Linked DNA regions of Mus musculus: region 1 is linked to region 2. Evidence: chromatin contacts called from public HiChIP or PLAC-seq data. All regions are on one chromosome and are shown on one strand. Each heading gives the region's core, a stretch centred on a gene start, on an enhancer-like site or on the middle of the called end of the contact. The rest is flanking DNA. Distances are from core to core; before and after follow the strand shown. Region 1 overlaps Kcnmb2 (potassium large conductance calcium-activated channel, subfamily M, beta member 2). Region 2 has its middle 100 kb from the start of Gm33886.

Evidence for each region. HiChIP or PLAC-seq counts read pairs in DNA pulled down with a chosen protein or histone mark.
Region 1: an H3K27ac HiChIP or PLAC-seq map of SST interneurons shows a contact between it and region 2, with 4 times the contacts expected there. The contact joins two enhancer-like sites. A contact is called at or near these places in 5 of 484 Hi-C or Micro-C datasets (cerebral cortex, cortical neurons, embryonic stem cells and 2 more) and 2 of 115 datasets of contacts at active chromatin or transcription factors (SST interneurons and VIP interneurons).

What each region holds. Positions count from the first base shown.
Region 1 is chr3:32,059,083-32,061,782 of GRCm38.p6, forward strand. The region is part of intron 2 of Kcnmb2 (potassium large conductance calcium-activated channel, subfamily M, beta member 2); the gene reads left to right. Among named protein-coding and RNA genes, the nearest start is that of Kcnmb2, 160 kb to the left of the region's middle. Within about 2 kb of position 1,374, at least 27 of the 459 cell types and tissues checked have an H3K27ac peak or open chromatin away from gene starts, as enhancers often do. A contact at or near this core is called in SST interneurons, where this site is marked.
Region 2 is chr3:31,789,098-31,791,797 of GRCm38.p6, forward strand. No RefSeq gene overlaps it. Among named protein-coding and RNA genes, the nearest start is that of Gm33886, 100 kb to the left of the region's middle. Within about 2 kb of position 1,399, at least 3 of the 459 cell types and tissues checked have an H3K27ac peak or open chromatin away from gene starts, as enhancers often do. A contact at or near this core is called in SST interneurons, where this site is marked.

The DNA.
Region 1 (2,700 bases), core at 124-2,623, 270 kb after region 2:
ATAGAAACCAGCTCATACTTGACTTCTGTAAGTGGCTAGTTAAAATGGAACTGAAGTTTAGCATATTTTGAGCAGGTGACAAGGTCTTGGATCAGCTGTCTTGAGTTCTCCCTCTATGATAGTCTGCACAAGTTTAGCCAGTCATCAGCATCTGTCCCATAAACGTCTTCTTTGTGTGCTGCTTTGGTAGTGCTCCAAACTGCTCCCTGTTGGTTGCTGCTCAGTTCATGAAACACTGTGTCCTGAAATTTTAATATGAAAGTCAACTGTTTCACCAAACTATAGTTCCCATTGGCTGTGTGAGGAGGGCTACGCCTCTTCTGGGGTGTCTATAATCTTCTGTTCAGAGCTTCTGGCTTCCTGCACGTAGGCACATCCTAGTTCCCTGAGCTAGATATGATCCCAAGGTGCCTGTATTTCCACTGGACTTCTTGGAGACAGGAGCATAATTTGCTCATCTTGGTAACTCTGTGGGCAGTGGTGGATAATGATGATGCCCATGACAGCAGCCAACATCTTTAAGCTCTAATACCATGTGCGTAGTATTGGGTTAGCTGCTGAAAGAACAACCTTCTCAATTTAATTCTCATGACAATGCCACCAACTGGTCATCTCTTCTTATGCCTAAACACACTGAGCCACTAAATAGTTATAAAACTTGCTTAAAGATATATGAATAGTCTGACTACAGAGGTCACACTCACTGTCATTGAATGGACCTTATAAACAACGGTAATGCCAGCAATAGCATCACAGTTCACCAAGAGCTCTCTCTTCCAGCAGCTGTGGTGGTTTCATCCCCTACTCTCTTCATTCTTACCCTCAAGGCTCCTGGAAAACAGGCTCTGTTATTGGTCCCATTATTATTACCCCTTACAAAGAAATCGAAACTTAGTAACAAGTTAAGTAACTCCAAATGTGGTCATTGAGGATGAGGTCTGTCAGGTGTGTGGCTCGTAATTGCTAAGCAGTAAGGCATCGGTTAATGGAGCGCTGAGCAAATAGTGAGCGAAGAAGTGGATGATGTTCTCGTGTTGTCCTCTATCCACGCCCTTCTTACCAACATTCTCAGCCAGCACCGCTGGTTTATAAGAAGCTTAACTCCCCTCATAGGTCAAAGGAAACAAAAATAGCATTGTACAAGTTCTATTTAAGGGAGGAAGAAGGAAAATCAACATGAAGGAAATGAGTCTCTGCAAACTCCCAGATTTGGAGCTGAAGCCAATTTGTTAGTTTGCAAATGCAAATGCTGTCTCCACTTTTTACTACTCTGTTTTATGCCTTTAAAATTCAAACAGGAGGCTTAACATCTGCTCAGTGTATTAAAAAGTCAGGAGGGCTGCAAACACCAAGCCGGAGACTGCTTCTGGTTGCTAGGCAACAAGTCTTCCCGCTTTCCAGACATCCTGGCAAAATCACCTGGTCTTCAGCACTGAGAAGTGTTGAATTGAGCATTCAGACATAGGCTACAAGTGTTGCAACTGAACCACAAAAGAAGGAAGCATGCCTTTCCAGGGCTTGGCCTGAGGATTAAGAGCTGCTGGTAGAAACTGCTTTTTATCTATGGCACCTCAGAAAGTCTGCAGCCCGCAATACAAATCCCAGAAAGGAATTTGACATGGAATCCTAGCTGTTTCACCTGTAAACACGGTCAAAACTTTCTCCTTCTGCAATTCTGATAGGGATGGAACAAGACATATGTGGGGCTGCTTGAATGAGAACTGGAAAAGAAACCCCGAATTCTATACATGAACCAGGGAACCCTAGATTCCATGCATGAACAGGAGAAGATTGTGTTTAATTTTGTACAAGTTTTCTGAAGCTAGCTAACAGTGCAGGGCAATAGCATAAATTGGGGTAACCCAAAATGGTTACTCTACAAATGGGTGTTTGTATAGCAAAAGTTTCTAACACAACCACCAGCAAGGACAATTTCTGAGACAGATATATATATATATGAATGTTTTAAAATATTATGCTGTTCATTTGGTTAAGTTCAATAACTTCAAATAAACTATCAGAATTGCAGGTTAGAAGTTCAACATATTCTAAATAGAAATTAAAATCTGACACATTGATGTTAATCCAAACAGCTCTGGTCTTGCTTGCCCTCTCCCGGGCTTTCTTTTGCATTGCTTATTTAAGCGGCTCCATATATACCTTGTTTATCTCCATCACAATTCCAGAAGCAAAAAGTTTTGACCACTTTTATTAGTAAAGCAACTGGAATCCCATGTCAAAATCCTTTCTGGAATTCCAATTGGGTGCTACAGACTTTTTGAGGTGCCCGGGAACATTTCCTTTAGAGCGTCCCTGGAGCTCTGCTCTTGTCCCTGACACAATCCCGGAGCTACTCACTTCCAAGCTGGGAGGTGAACCAGGATTGTGAGAGACGATGGAGAAAACCTTACTGGAGGGCACTCTTTGCGGGTACCTAGAAGAGGCCTGAGATGCAGAACACTTGTCAGCTAGAGGAAATCAGAGGCCTAGAGACAAGGTTGCTATCAATGGCTTCCTTCTGGTGTGTGTGTGTGTGTGTGTGTGTGTGTGTGTGTGTGTGTGTGTATGTGTGTGTGTGTACAGGAAGCAAAGCTTGGAGATGTTTCAGTTAAGTTTATTTTACCAGTACTTCCCTTTATAATGTCAGCATTAGAATTCAGTCTCCTAGTTTGAGATCTTCTCCTTCTGCTGTTTCCTCTG
Region 2 (2,700 bases), core at 149-2,648:
GTATGCACTCACTGATAAGTGGATATTAGCCCAAAAGCTCCAAATAATCAAGATACTATTCACAGATTATAAGAAGTTCAATAAGAAGGAAAACCAAAGTGTGGGTGCTCAGTCTTTCTTAGAAGGAGAACAAAATACTCACAGGAGCAATTATGGAGCTAAAGTGTAGAAAAGAGACTACAGGATTGGCCGTCCAGAGGCTTTCCCGAGATCCATCCCATATACAGTTACCAAACCTAGACACTATTGTGGATGCCAAGAAGTGCATGCTGGAAGGAGCCTGATATGATTGTCTCCTGAGAGGCCCTGCCAGAGCCTGACAAATGCAGAGAGGTGCAGGCTCACAGCCAACCATTGGACTGAGCCAGTGTCCCCAATAGAGGAATTAGAGAGAAAGGAATAAAGGAGTTGATTTGGTTTGCAATCCCAGGAAGAAAAACAATATCAACCAACCAGAACCCCCCCCCACCCCTCTCAGAGATCCCAGGGACTAAGCCATAAACAAAGGAGTACACATGACTCCAGCTGCATATGTAGCAGAGGATGGCCTTGTCATGCATCAGTGGGAGGAGAGGTCCTTGGTCCTATGAAGGCTTGATAGATGCCCCAGTGTAGAGGAATTGAGGGCAGGGAGGTGGTTTGGGGTGGGTGGGTGGAAGAAAACTCTCATAGAAGCAGGGGGAGGTAGGATGGGATAGGCTGAAACCAGGAAAAGAGATAATATTTGAAATGTAAGTAAAGAAAATATCCAATAAAAACTAAAAAAATAAAGATTGAGTTTTTAGGAAAGGGAGCATGGTGGCAGCAGTTGCAATAAAGGCAATTTTTAGGAAGTAGTTTATATCTGCTAGCAAAGAATTTATATTAAGTTGGTAGATATAGTATGCATAAAAATATTTAGCAAAGGTCATCAGACAGGCCTGTGCTTATGAGGACCATGAGCCTGCCTAACCCTCAGCTTCTGCCGCCTGGAAACATTAAAGATTTTCCAGCAAAGACTTCTAGCTTTTCAGTGAGCACTGGCCCTTCTTATCCATTTGTAGCCATTAATAGCCTTTATTCCCATTGAGGCCTATTGGTGATGGGAAGTTCTCAGAGAGTTGGTCATTGACTACACAACTGGACCGATACTACAGTGAAGCAGAAAGAAAACAGCCTTTGATTTGGAAATTGGTTAATTTAACAATCTGAGCAGAACCTAGAAAGTATAAATTAATATTTTTGTCTGGGCAAACACTAAAAGCAAGTGAATAATAAAAGTAAATTTAAATCAAATTCTGAAGTAAGTTCCCCCAAGGCTTTAAAAATTCAGTTAACTGTCCTTTGCTTTGCTTGTTTCTCTGTAATTTAAATTGCCAGTACACCTGCTTAGATGTAACCACTGTACAGAGAACAGAGAATAAGCTCACAATTACTGGAAATGTCCACAAGGTGTCAGCCTTGGGCCAAAAATGATAAACCTAACACTTAAAGGTGGTTTAAATTTTTTAAACTGAAGCTTTTTAAAATTTACTTTTTTGTGTATTCACTTTACATGCAGATCGTACCCCTCCCGATTCCTCCTCTCCTGCAATCCCGCCCTTACAAATTCCTCCTCCTCCTCCCCCATTACTCCCTCCCATTCTCCTCAGAGAAGGGGAAGCACCCGTGGGTACCACCCCACCTGGGACATCTAGTTGCCATAGGCCCTAGTTCCTCCTCTCCCATTAACATCCCCTCCCCCCAGGTAGTCCATCTAGGAGAAAGGATCCAATGCCAGGAACTGACTCAGAGACAGGTCCCTCTCCAATTGTTAGGGGACCCACATGAAGACCAGGCTGCACATCTGTTAGAAATGTGTAAGGTGACTAGGTCCAGCCCCTGAATGCTCTTTGGTTGATGGTTCAGTCTCTGTGAGCCCCTACGGGCCCAGATTAGTTGACTCTTTAGGCTTTCTGTGGTGTCTTTGATCCCACCAGCTCACTCAATTCTATCTCCCACTATTACAAGATTCCCCAAGCACCGCTTGATGTTTGCCTGTGGGCCTCTGCATCTGCTTTCAGGAGACGGTTCTGTTAGGCTTCTGTCTGTAAGCCCAGCAAAATATCATTAACCATGTCATGGATTGGCTGTCTTACAAGGGATTGTGTTTCAAGTTGGGCCAGTCATTGGCTGGCCCTCAATCTCTGCTTCATCTTTAGATCTGCGCATCTTATAGGCAGGACACAGTTTGGGTTAAAGGTTTTGTGGGTGGATTGATGCCCTGCTCCCCCCACTGTAAGTCCCACCTGGCTATAGGAAGTGGCCACTTCAATCTCCATATTCCCCCACTGCTAGAAGTCTCAGCCAGGGTCACTCCCATAGAGTCCCAGGAACCTCCCCCATCCCAGGTCTCTAGCTACTCCCAGAGATGCCCCAATCTGTTGCCACTCTCATTCCCAGACTTCTCCCACAGTCCCACCCCACACCTGATCATCATCCCAGTTACCGTACTCACCCCCTCTTCCACCCGTTTCCCTCTCTCCATCTACCACCAATGACTATTTTTTGTTTCCCCTTCAGAGTAAGATTCACATATCCTCCCTTGGGACCTCCTTATTAGTTGGTTTCTTTGGGTCTGTGAATTGTAGCATGGTTATCCTGTACCTTATGTTTAATGTCCAGTTTTGTACTTTCTGGGTTTGGGGTCCTTGCTCAGGATAATATTTTCCAATTCCATCC